3 separate regions of the Sus scrofa genome follow, and all the other regions are linked to region 3. Evidence: chromatin contacts called from public HiChIP or PLAC-seq data. All regions are on one chromosome and are shown on one strand. Each heading gives the region's core, a stretch centred on a gene start, on an enhancer-like site or on the middle of the called end of the contact. The rest is flanking DNA. Distances are from core to core; before and after follow the strand shown. Region 1 overlaps CPQ (carboxypeptidase Q). Region 2 has its middle 83 kb from the start of PTDSS1. Region 3 has its middle 140 kb from the start of SDC2.

Region 1 (4,209 bases), core at 1,563-4,062, 330 kb before region 3:
ATTATACCTATCCTTCATAAACTTCTGCAAAGGTTGCAGAAGAAGGAATGCTCCCAAAGACATTCTATGAAGCCACCACTACCCTAATACCAAAATCAGACAAAGATACCACCAAAAAAGAAAATTATAGGCCCATATCTTTGATGCATATAGACGCAAAAATTCTCAACAAAATTTCAGCCAACCGAATCCAACAACATATAAAAAAGATCACAGACCATGACCAAGTGGGATTCATCCCAAGTTCACAAGGATGGTTCAACATATGCAAATTTATCAACATCATATACCACATTAACAAAAGAAAAGTCAAAAACCACATGATCATCTCAAAAGATGCAGAAAAACATTTGACAAAGTCCAACATCATTCATGATAAAAACTCAAAGTGGGTATAGAGGGAGCACACCTTAATATAATAAAAGCCATTTATGATAAACTCACAGCAAATATAATACTCAATGGAGAAACGCTAAAATCCTTCCTGCTAAGGTCTGGAATAAGACAAGGATGCCCACTCCCACCACTTATTCGACCTAGTATTGGAAGTCCTAGCCACAGCAATCAGACAGACAAAAGAAAAAAAAAAGGTATACAAATTGGAAGAGAAGAGGTAAAATTGTCACTCTATGCAGATATGACACTATATATAAAAAACCCTAACTTCACACAAAAACTACTTGAACTGATCAATCAGTTCAACAAAGTAGCAGGATACAAGATTAACATTCAGAAATCAGTTGCATTTTTGTTACTAAAAATGAAATATTGGAAAAAGAATATAACAATATAATGCCTTCTAAAATTGCACCCCCCAAAAATTGAATACCCAGGAATAAACCTGACTAAGGATGTGAAAGACTTATATGCTAAGAACTATAAAACACTAATCAAGGAAACTAAAGAGGATTCAAAGAAATGGAAAGATATTCCATGCTCCTGGATTGGATGAATATAGTTAAAATGGCCATACTACCCAAAGCAATCTACAGAGTCAATGCAATCCCTATCAAATTACCCATGACTTTTTTCACAGAACTGGAACAAAAAATCCAAAAATCTATATGGAACCATAAAAGACCCAGAATTGCCAAAATAATCCTGAGGAGGAAAAATGTAGGAAGCATAATTCTCCCTGACTTTGGATAATATTATAAAGTTACAGTCATCAAGACTACTGGTACTGGTACCAAAACAGACATACAGACCAATGGAACAGAACAGAGAACCTAGAAATAAATCCAGACACCTATGGCCAATTAAGCTTCAACAAAGAAGGCAAGAATATAAAATGGGAAAAAGATACTCTCTTCAGCAAGTGGTGCAGGCAAAACTGGACAGCTGCATGTAAATCAGTGAAAATAAAACACACCCTCACACCATACACAAAAATAAACTCAATATGGCTTAAAGACTTAAACATAAGACAAGACACCATAAAACTCCTAGAGGAGAACATAGACAAAACATTCTCTGACATCATCCCCCATACAAATGCTTCCTTAGGTCAATCTCCCAAGGCAACAGAAATAAAAACAAAAATAAACAAATGGGACCTACTCAAACTTACACACTTTTGCACAGCAAAGGAAACCATAAAAAAACACAAAAAGACAACCTACGGTATGAGATAAAATACTTTCAAATGATGCACAGACAAGGGCTTAATCTCTGAAATATACAAACAACTTACACAACTCAACAACAAAAAAAACCAACAACCCAATTGAAAAATGGGCAAAAGACCTGAATAGACATTTCTCCAAAGAAGGCATACTGATGGCCAACAGACACATGACACATGAAAAAATGCTCAACATCACTAATTATTAGAGAAATGCAAATCAAAACTACTATGAGGTACCACCTCACACAGGTCAAAATGGCCATCATTAACAAATCAACAAATAAAAAGTGCTGGAGAGGGTGTGGAGAAAAGGGTACGCTCCATGACTGCTGGTGGGAATGTAAATTGGTACAACTAGTGTGGAACACAGTATGGAGGTACCTCAGAAAACTAAATATAGAACTACCATATGATCCAGCAATCCCACTCCTGGGCATATACCCAGATAAAACTTTCACTGAAAAAGATACATGCACCCCTATGTTCTAGCAGCACTATTCACAGTAGCCAAGACATGGAAACAACCTAAATGTCCATCAATGGATGAATGGATTAAGAAGATGTGGTATATATACACAATGGAATACTACTTAGCCATAAAAAACAAAATGCCATTTGCAGCAACATGGATGGAACCAGAGACTCTCATACTAAGTGAAGTAAGTCAGAAAGAGAAAGAAATATACCATATAATATCACATATCTGGAATCTAATACATGGCACAAATGAACTTATCTTCAGAAAGGAAACAAACTCATAGACTTTGAGAACAGACTTGTGGTTGCCAAGGGGGAGAGAGAGGGGGAGGGAGTTGGATGGACAGGGAGTTTGGGCTTAATAAACGCCAAATATTGAATTGGAGTGGATAAAAATGAGATCCTGCTGTATAGCACAGGGAACTAAGCCACTTGTGATAGAATATGATGGAGGATAGTGAGAAAAAGAATGTGTGTGTGTGTGTGTGTGTGTGTGTGTGTATACACATAAAATATATAGTTAGGTCACTTTGTTGTACAGCAGAAATTGGCAGAACATTATAAATTAAGTATGATAAAAAAATTTTTTTAAAGTTTCCCATTCCTGACTCATTGTACTTCTAATGGGGAGAGGACAGAAGCCTGCCTTCCATCCCCATCCCTGGGCTGAGAAACACACTATTGTTGTGGTCTGTGCACATGAATCAGAAGAAGAATTTCTTCACCCAAAGCAGGGTGAAGAGAAAGAAGAGTTTCTTGAGCTAAGAGATGCTGCTTGTGCAGGAGGATGACTTTCTGATGGGAAGGGAGAGCAGACCCAGGGCATGTGGTCCTGTCTGTTTTTATAGCCCAGGAGAGACGAGAGGTCTTATGATACATCTGCTGACCTCCTGATTGGCTGGGAAAAGATAGGCTCTTCCTATCCACTTGCTGGTTAGTTGGGGGTGTACATTGCCCCTATAGGGGAGGACTGAGGAGTGGGCCACATACTTTTCCTAGTAGGGGGCAAGAAGAGGAGGCCAGGTTGCCAAGGTTGGGGAAGGGACATTACAATGCTTGGTCAGAGGCTTTGAATTTCATCTCCTTGAAGAGGCCTTGAGGCCCCACAACTACCTCTCTTAGTGGCATTTACTTCCTTCACATGTGTTCTCCCAAGACTTGAAATATGGTAGAGAATCAACAAATCTACAGTTGATTTGTTTTTATTTAGTAACAAAACTTGACTCAGAATCAAGCTAGTTCAGTTCCTTAAGATATTCATTTTTGTGATCATAACACAATAAAAACAAATTTCCAATTAATTCCTTTGACTTTTACAATTTAGTCACATAAACCCATGAAAGACATTTACTCTCAGAGTTCCCTGGTGGTCTAGTGGTTAAAGATTTGGTGTTTTCATTGCTGTGGCTCGGGTTGGTGCTTTGGCTCGGGTTCAGTCTCTGACCCAGGAACCTCCGCATGTTTATTCTCTACTAAATATGATGTAACTCCCTTTCTCTCAAATGATGAGTATAAACAACCAACACATTAAAAAAAGATTAACCTTCTGAACTCTTTGAAGGTCAGAACCATAGAGAGCTATAGGTAAGAAATTAGGACCAGAAATAAAATCACATCTCAAAGTAAATCATGAGACTTTAACATGGCACAGCAAATTCACATCTTCATGAGCCTCCTCTGTTCCAAACATGTGGCAATTAGAGATGAAATATAAACAGGGAGAACCAAAAGGTTGTAATTTGGCTCCAAAAAACCAGATAAACATCCCTGTGGACTAGAAATGGATTAGAATCACAAGGCAATGAGTAGATCTGAAGCCAGGGCTGCAGGGCGCCAGATGAGGAAGCCAGCCATGATTGCTGGGCACTCTGTTCCTATACGGAGACAGAATTTAAAGTTCAGAATTTAAAATTCACTTCACTGGAGATAGGAGAATCTAAGCCAGACTAACTGTATGAAAGCGAGCAAGAGGGTGGAGCTCAAGAGAGGTGGCTGGAAACAAAAGGAACATGCCAGGAGGTAAAGCTTTATGAAACATTTGAGCCTGTGCAGGAGAACTGGACAAAGACACGAATCTGAACGAGGCACTGAATCAAGCCTCCCAC
Region 2 (3,706 bases), core at 371-2,870, 300 kb after region 3:
TTCCTGACCACACGAAGAGAAACACAATCCCATCCACTTTAATAGATGCTCGGCCAGACTGGGGCTGTTAAAACAGTGGCTTGAGAACTTCAAGACGCCGGGTGTTTTTGCAGCTTTCACCCATCATTTGGAAGCAGGACGAGGTTGGGTTTGAGGGCAAAAATGCTGAACACCAGCACTGTGATCTCAGGAACTGGATTCTGTGGTCCGGGAAGGGCGGCAGGAATTCACGCGGTGACCAGCGGCCCCTTCCTGCCTCGGCAGAGCGTGGAGCTCCTTCCGCCCCGCATGTGAAATCTAAGCCGGGAGCCGACCCGCAGCTGGAATGAACATTCAAACCCAGCGGTCATTGTGTCTTGAGGATGACTTTGCGGCTGTCTTCACCGCTTGCAGCCGCGCTGAGAAGTCTGTTCCCACCGAGTGAGCAGACTTTGACTCGTAAGAGGGACAGGAAGAGAATTTCAAAAAATCTTACCGGAAAACCACCTCTGAGAAAGTCAAAACGGGGTTTGGGGCGGGGGAGGAGGGGGGTAAGGCTGACCACACCAGGGGCTGGTCTAGAGCTGGGCCACCAGATCAGCAGGCAGAGAACGGTCACCTCCAGTCCCATCCCTCTTTGTGAAGAGTGTGGCATTTCAGTCTTTGGCCAGTGAGTCATCAGAAAATGTTATTTCTCATTTTAGAAAAATACCTAGGAGTTCCCGTCGTGGTGCAGTGGTTAACGAATCCGACTTGGAACCATGAGGTTGAGGGTTCGGTCCCTGGCCTCTCAGTGGGTTAAGGATTCGGCGTTGCCGTGAGCTGTGGTGTAGGTCACAGACGTGGCTCGGGTCTGGTGTTGCTGTGGCTCTGGCGTCAGGAGGTAACTACAGCTCCAATTGGACCCCTAGCCTGGGAACCTCCATATGCCGCGGGAAGCGGCCCTAGAAAAAGCAAAAAAAAAAAAAAAAAAAAAAAAAGAAAGAAAGAAAAATACCTGATCTCAGTGGGACATTTCACTGTTATCTGTTCTCCCTAAAAATATGGTGGTGGCAGTGGGGGAACCCAGACCCTTAGAAATTAAAGCCATATGGATACCATATTTAAAAAAAAGAACGCAAAACACAACAACGCAGGCCATTACATGATTGCTGACCGTAGGAATTCAGTATTTATAATTTACATTCTTTCCCATACTTTGCAGTCCTTTTCAGAAGTGAAGAGCAGAGGTTTACGGCCTCGCCAGATCGTAAATCAGATTCCTGAGGGCTGAGGGAGCTGCTACAGGCAGGGGGCATCGCCTTCCGACAGTTTGCAGAAGGCAAGGAAACGTCAGGAAAAGAACCCAAACAGACAGAGGGGGGGCTCTGCTTCAAGGAAGCTCGAGACACCCGTTAGTCCCGCCACCAAGCACGGAAGCAGCAGAAAACGCAGGGAAGATCAACATCTGCAGTCGCTGCGGGCACCACCGCTAAGTGCGCACCAGGGGGAGGGGAGCCCCCCGGGGCTCCTTACCCTCCATCAGCAGAGGCTGCCTGAGAGCCAGGCGGGGGGGTGGAAATAGGTGGAGGCTCGGGTCCAGGAACCCGGCAGAAGACGTGTGCGCAAGAATTAAATCAAGGAGCCTGGGGTGGGAGGAAGAGCATCAGGGTTGATCTGACGCCCCCTAGTGGCCATGTGCTCTTGGGCGAAGTACTCGAGCCTCAGAGCCAGGGAAACGTGGAAAACAGGCAAACTCACAGGATTGAAGAATACACATACATTTGGGGCTGGATGCAAAGGGGAGCGGGGGAGGGGGTCTTAAGCGACGCCCCTTATCTAGAATTGGAAGTGCTGTTCTGGCACCTGGCTCCCTAGCAAACCCAGCTGAGTGGTATCCAGGAAGATTCAGGGGAGGGAGGGTGTCTCAAGACACACCACCTCTCCAAGAGGTCTTTTGAAGCACCCCAGTCGCCCGAATGCCTTTGTCTGGAAGATCTGTCGGCAGGGGCCCTGGTGAACTCATCCGCCTACTCCTGGCCTGGCTTTCATTCCCTCTGAGAGAAGGCAGAGGATTTTAAACATTTTGAAACGTGGGGATCTTGGCGTGCCTTTCCCAGGTTGCACCCGTAAAATACCTAATCAGCCCATGATGTGTGCAGATGGACTGACGGATGAGTCAGGCGAGTGGGAACAGTAAGGTTTACAGTCCAGATTTTCCAGCATGGATGGTTACATAAACCATGCCTGCAATTTGATGCTGTAATTAAGGCTATTGTGTGTATACTTCAGACATGTGAATGCAATATTTTAGGTTTTGGGTCTCTGATTTACCTTCTTTTACTTTTAAAGGCAAACAAATCTTATTTCCCATGGTTGTAAAGTCCACATGAGTCCCCTTTACTCAGCGTCCAGAAAAGGGACAGACACACCCTACACAGGAAGACTGGTGTCTGAGGAGCTGAGGAGATTTGTGGGGGTCAGGAGGTCAGGCATATGGGGAATACCTTCTGCCATTAGCACCCACAATTTGCAGACCCTTGGCAATGATGTTTTCAGAGTATTCCAATAACAAACAAACAAAACTAACTCCCAGGGCAAAGAGGTCCAAGCACGAGCCCAGAATGGCCAAGGAGCTTGGGGGTCCGGTTGCATCAGTCGTGATAGCAAAACTCTCAGACCAATTCTATTTTCTTTTTTCCCCCCTTCTTCTTCTTCTTCTTCTTCTTTTTAGGGCTGCACCTGCGGTATATGGAGGTTCCCAGGCTAGGGGTCTAATCAGAGCTACTAGCTGCCAGCCTACACCACAGCCACAGCAACACAGGATTCAAGCTGCGTCTGTGACCTATACCACAGCTCAGGGCGATGCTGGACCTTCACCCACTGAGTGAGGCCAGGGATCAAACCTGCAACCTCATGGTTCCTAATCAAATTCATCCACTGTGCCACGACGGGAACTCCCCAATTGTATTTTCTGAAAGATGTTCGTGTTGGCGCTGGGTTTATGAGACGCGGATGGATCTGCCAATACCCTTCTCTTTGCTCCAAGAAGGCAATGCTGGGGCTTAGGAGTCTCTTTTACCAGTACTGCAGACAGGAAGCTTGCCCGTCACCCACCCCTCCAGCCAGCTGCTGTACACAGAGACCAGTTTTCAACCAGGGTATCACGATGGATAAGCTGAGCTTAGCCGTGTGAGAGGCCTGGGAGCCAGCCACTTGGACCCGCTGTAAATCCTTGACCGTGCTAGACAGTGACAAACAATACCTTCTCATAGGACAGGCAGCTATAAAACCTGCCCAACCAACCTGCAAGAAAGGGAATGTCCAGAGAGACAAAATTGCAGGTGAATTTCTGAAATGGATTAAAGACAGTTTTTAGGCAACACAGGAGACAAGGAAGATTTCAGCCTTCCCACACACTAAAAAACCACCACCACCACCAAAAAAACCTCAAAAGCCAAATAAACAAAACCACACACACATCCAACTATTTCCTCCCTCTTTGGTAGATATTAGTAAATAAGTCCTTTAATTCATAGATGATAGTGAAATGAAAAAGCCATGGGTATTTATTGCGTCAAAGATATTACCACATTCAATTAAAAAAACTTTGACTCCTTTACCTATGATAGTTCTAGGATCAGGTTTTGAATAAAATATGATAAAGTGAAATGTTGTAAAAATCTATTCTGGGGTTGGCAAGGAGACTCCACAGCTGGTTAGTCTTAGCCATGACGAATGCTGAAAC
Region 3 (4,149 bases), core at 790-3,289:
CTGAGTGGTAAAAAATAATTTGTGTGTCTTTTTAGAGCCTCACCAGCAGCATATGGAAGTTACCAGGCTAGGGGTCAAATCGGAGCTGCAGCTACTGGCCTATACCACAGCCACAGCAATGAGGGACCCAAGCTGTGTCTGTGACCTACACCACAGCTCACGGCAACGCCGGATCCTTAACTCACTGAGGAAGGCCAGGGATCGAACCTGAGTCCTCATGGGTACTAGTGAGGTTTGTTACTGCTGAGCCATGATGGGAACTCCAAAGATAATTTTTAAGTAATATTTAAATAATAGAATTGGGGGGAAAGCATCAATGGGGCAGCATGCACAACCTTGAATAACACATTTTTATCAGCTTGGATATGCTGATTATATACAAGTTTGGACAAAGTCCCAGGAGCATCACTTTACCCCTGACATAGGACGATCACCTCTGTCCCATGTGTCTGAGGATACAGATACATCTAAGGATGTATCTGGCTCTACAGTTCATGTTAAAGCTATATAGAAACATTTCAGTTATCTCGCCTGTACAATTGAGACTAACACTCTGTCTCAGAAGGTTCCTGGGGGGGTATTAAATGAGTTAAGATATTTGTAAAAAGTGTCAACTAAATTATTAATAGAAACCAAGAGCACTTCACTTCTACAACCACAAAATTTGTGATCTTGTATTTTTTTTATATAAAAAGAATAAAGGAACCAGATGTAACCCTCCAGTGCAGAATAGAAAGTCACATTTATTTTAATTCATGGACTCTTATATTGTACCTTCTGTATGCCAGGTGCTATTCTAAGTGCTTTGCAAATAATGCATTTTTCATCATCACAATAATCCTCAGAGGAAAGTGATCCTATTACCTTCTCCATTTGAAGGAACTGAGCCACAGAGAGGTTAAGTTGTGTAAAGTCACACAGCCAGTAAGAGGCAAGGACAGGATTAGAACTAGATAGTCCAAGCTCTTTTTTTTTTTTTTTTTGGTGTTTTTGTCTTTTTAGGGCCACATCCATGGCATATGGAGGTTCACAGGCTAGGGGTCGAATTAGAGCTGTCGCTGCCAGCCTACACTACAGCCACAGCAACTCAGGATCTGAGATGTGTCTGTGACCGACACCACAGCTCATGGCAACTCTGGATCCTTAACCCTCTGAGTGAGGCCAAGGATCGAACCTGTATCCTCATGGATGCCAGTCAGGTTCCCTAACCACTGAGCCACGATGGGAACTCCGATAGTCCAAGCTCTTAACCTCAACCCACGTGGCTGCTCTTACAACCATAGAACCAAAATACAGGAGTTGCGGGTTCATATTTGTACCAGTTGCTTTCCAAAAGTTCACGTGTAAGCTAATATGTCAAGTTCTAATGCATTTCCCACCAAAACGTTACCGCAAATCAGGTTTGGCTCCTAGCCCACCCTATTTACATAGACTAAACGTATTTAACAACTTGGCTGAATCAGAACAACTATGGCCTCAAGACAGGTGTCCCTCTGAGCAGAAGATGGTACATCTTCTTGGTTTCATCTCCCCACCCAATTCCAATTGATAACTTGTGGCTGCACAGAACGTGGAGTGTTGTCTGGAGAGTTCGGAGGTTTCCTTAGCAGGAAAGTGTACTGGGATCAATTCATGTCTTCCTTGACTGGAGAGATAGGAAGAGGGGCCCCAAAGCCAGACATTCCCCATCTCCACTCCAGAGCCTTTTAAACTTTGACACGAGAAGGTACATCTCAATCTTGAGCCCTGAGAAGTCCAGGGAAAGGCCAGGCCAGGCCAGGGATTCTGTGAGCAAACAGGAGAGGCAGAACCCGCTTGAGGCTTCCAGTGGCTGTGTGGGAGGGCCTCGTGAAATCAGTGGCTTGGGACCCCTCTGATGGGGTGACAGTGGCTATTCAGAATTCTGGGTAACTTGCCCGTTGAGAATGTGTGTGTCAGCAGTGCCAGCCTAGCCCTTCCTCACACTCGCACACATCACCACCACAATCCACACATGGGCCAGCCCAAGGGAGGGACGTCTTTGTCACCGTCTACTCTCGTGGCATTTCAAGAAGCTGTCAGAAGGGCTCGATGATTCATTCCAAGTCACACAGTGTGATCAGTCATGAGTTATATATAAAAGCAATGTCAGAGCAGGATGAAAATGAATACTTAGAACCCAGCAAGTTGAGCCCACAAACCACCCGCTTACGTACAGGACTGAGAAACTGGGGTTTGGTTTGGGTGGAGCCTCGCACCCTACTGCTGAGGTTTTCAGACAGGGGCTTTAGGATGTGAAAGAATCTCAGTCTCTGCATGTGGTTTGCTGAGAATGTATTTCTCAAGATAAACTAGAAAACAATTATTTCAAGCTAAAAGTGAGTCCCAGACTAGGTTGCATTTCAGAGAATACTGTAGCCCAGCAGGCTCCCAAAATATCATATCAGCTTTTGAAGGCATTTCACAGTTGCTGCAACAGCACCGTTGGAAGAAAGCCAAGCAGTTTTAGAAGCAGCGCCGTCCCTTAGACATAGATGACAATGCCAAGAGTAAAATCAAAAAGGGCCATTGCCTAGCTTGGCATCTGGGTCCTGCAGCTGCCAAATCATATCCATTGACCATGCCAAAGACATCCTCAGAGAAATTCCCAGTGAGAGGCCCAGTGGTCCAGCAAGCTGCAAAATTGCCTACGATCTAGACAAGCAATGGGCTTTGGGGCTCTAGCATCTGCTGAGATTGCCAGGTGACTTGAAGCATGTTGATAGAAAGATTTCAGGGCCTGTCTTCTTGTTTATAAAATGGGCACTTCACTTGCTGTGTGTGTGTGTGTGTGTGTGTGTGTGTGTGTGTGTGTGTGTGTAGGGAGAGTAAGGGGAGACAGACAGCGAGAAAGAGAAAAGGAGACAGGGCTCTGAAAAGCTATAATAAATAAGCAACGTTCTTACAAATTGTCCAGAAGATAGGATTAACATGATTAAATGAACTAAGAAGAGGACTGGGGAGAAATAGGAGACTCGGGCCATTTTCTAATTCTTTCTCCAAAGGATGAGAGGAAATAGCAATACAGAGACAGAGTCCCTCCCTTGAAGGAAGAAAAATCATGCCCTCCTCTGCTGGGCATGTAAAGAAAGCAAAGCAAAAACTCAGGAAAGTTGGCCAAGCCAGGCAGAAGCCCGTCTCCCACCTGCACATCTGCCTTGGGCTTTTCTTCTTTTTAGATTGTTGCAACAAAACAGATGGCGGCAGAAGCCTGAATTTTAAATTTATGAATGGAAATATGAACAGATGTTAGCAATCAAGATGGCATATAAGAATTTTTTCAGATCATGTTTACAGCCCAGCCTCCTTCACATAAATGGGAGAGCAGGTCATAAAAAGGGTAGTTTTTGATCTCAGGACGGCATGGATCCAAGATGGTGATTATGGGGAAATATTGAAAGAACAAAGGAAGAAAACACTAATCAGCTCCCTGTATAAATGCTAAATATTTATCTACACAATGATAAAATGCATCTGCACGAAAACCATTAACCCATCAAGAGCACATTCTGTGTTTTAAGTAGGTGACATTCAAGCCCAGGGTTTTAACAAATATCTGTGAACACCTACTTGCTTGAATTCTGTTTTGATTTTTGACATGATATCGATTGTTTTGTTTGGTTTGGCTGAATTTCCCAGACATATGGAGTTTTACTGCATTTCAGGGAGGAATGGAGTTAAGAGCCCTTAAGAGAGCTGATTGTATGCGCATGCGTCCACTATCCCATGCGAGGAACCAGCTGGGTTCTCAGGGTGGGTGGGAAGCAACAAATGGATAGAACCCAATCTAGGTCCTCAACACACAGAACTGAAAGCAAAAGCAGATACCTTATATAACACAAGGCTGGAACAAGGTATGTGCCGAAGGTTATAAGGTGTGAAGAGAAGGGAGTGGGGTGGATTGGGGCATGGAACATGACAGTGCTTCCTGATTTCCTAAGAAGGGAAGACTCTGGGGCATTCCCGTTGTGGCACAGTGGTTGATGAATCCAACTAGGAACCACGAGGTTGCGGGTTTGATCCCTGGCCTTGCTCAGGGGGTTAAGGATCCGGCGTTGCCGTGAGCTGTGGTGTAGGTTGCAGATTCGGCTTGGATCCCGCGTTGCTGTGGCTGTGGTGTAGGCCGGTGGC

What was found. HiChIP or PLAC-seq counts read pairs in DNA pulled down with a chosen protein or histone mark.
Region 1: an H3K27ac HiChIP or PLAC-seq map of alveolar macrophages shows a contact between it and region 3. The contact joins two enhancer-like sites. A contact is called at or near these places in 1 of 47 Hi-C or Micro-C datasets (embryonic fibroblasts) and 1 of 2 datasets of contacts at active chromatin or transcription factors (alveolar macrophages).
Region 2: a contact with region 3 is called in an H3K27ac HiChIP or PLAC-seq map of alveolar macrophages. The contact joins two enhancer-like sites. A contact is called at or near these places in 1 of 47 Hi-C or Micro-C datasets (embryonic fibroblasts) and 1 of 2 datasets of contacts at active chromatin or transcription factors (alveolar macrophages).

The regions. Positions count from the first base shown.
Region 1 is chr4:39,659,384-39,663,592 of Sscrofa11.1, forward strand. The region is part of intron 3 of CPQ (carboxypeptidase Q); the gene reads right to left. Among named protein-coding and RNA genes, the nearest start is that of CPQ, 190 kb to the right of the region's middle. Within about 2 kb of position 2,813, at least 1 of the 83 cell types and tissues checked has an H3K27ac peak or open chromatin away from gene starts, as enhancers often do. A contact at or near this core is called in alveolar macrophages, where this site is marked.
Region 2 is chr4:40,291,146-40,294,851 of Sscrofa11.1, forward strand. No RefSeq gene overlaps it. Among named protein-coding and RNA genes, the nearest start is that of PTDSS1, 83 kb to the right of the region's middle. Within about 2 kb of position 1,621, at least 22 of the 83 cell types and tissues checked have an H3K27ac peak or open chromatin away from gene starts, as enhancers often do. A contact at or near this core is called in alveolar macrophages, where this site is marked.
Region 3 is chr4:39,991,927-39,996,075 of Sscrofa11.1, forward strand. No RefSeq gene overlaps it. Among named protein-coding and RNA genes, the nearest start is that of SDC2, 140 kb to the right of the region's middle. Within about 2 kb of position 2,040, at least 13 of the 83 cell types and tissues checked have an H3K27ac peak or open chromatin away from gene starts, as enhancers often do. A contact at or near this core is called in alveolar macrophages, where this site is marked.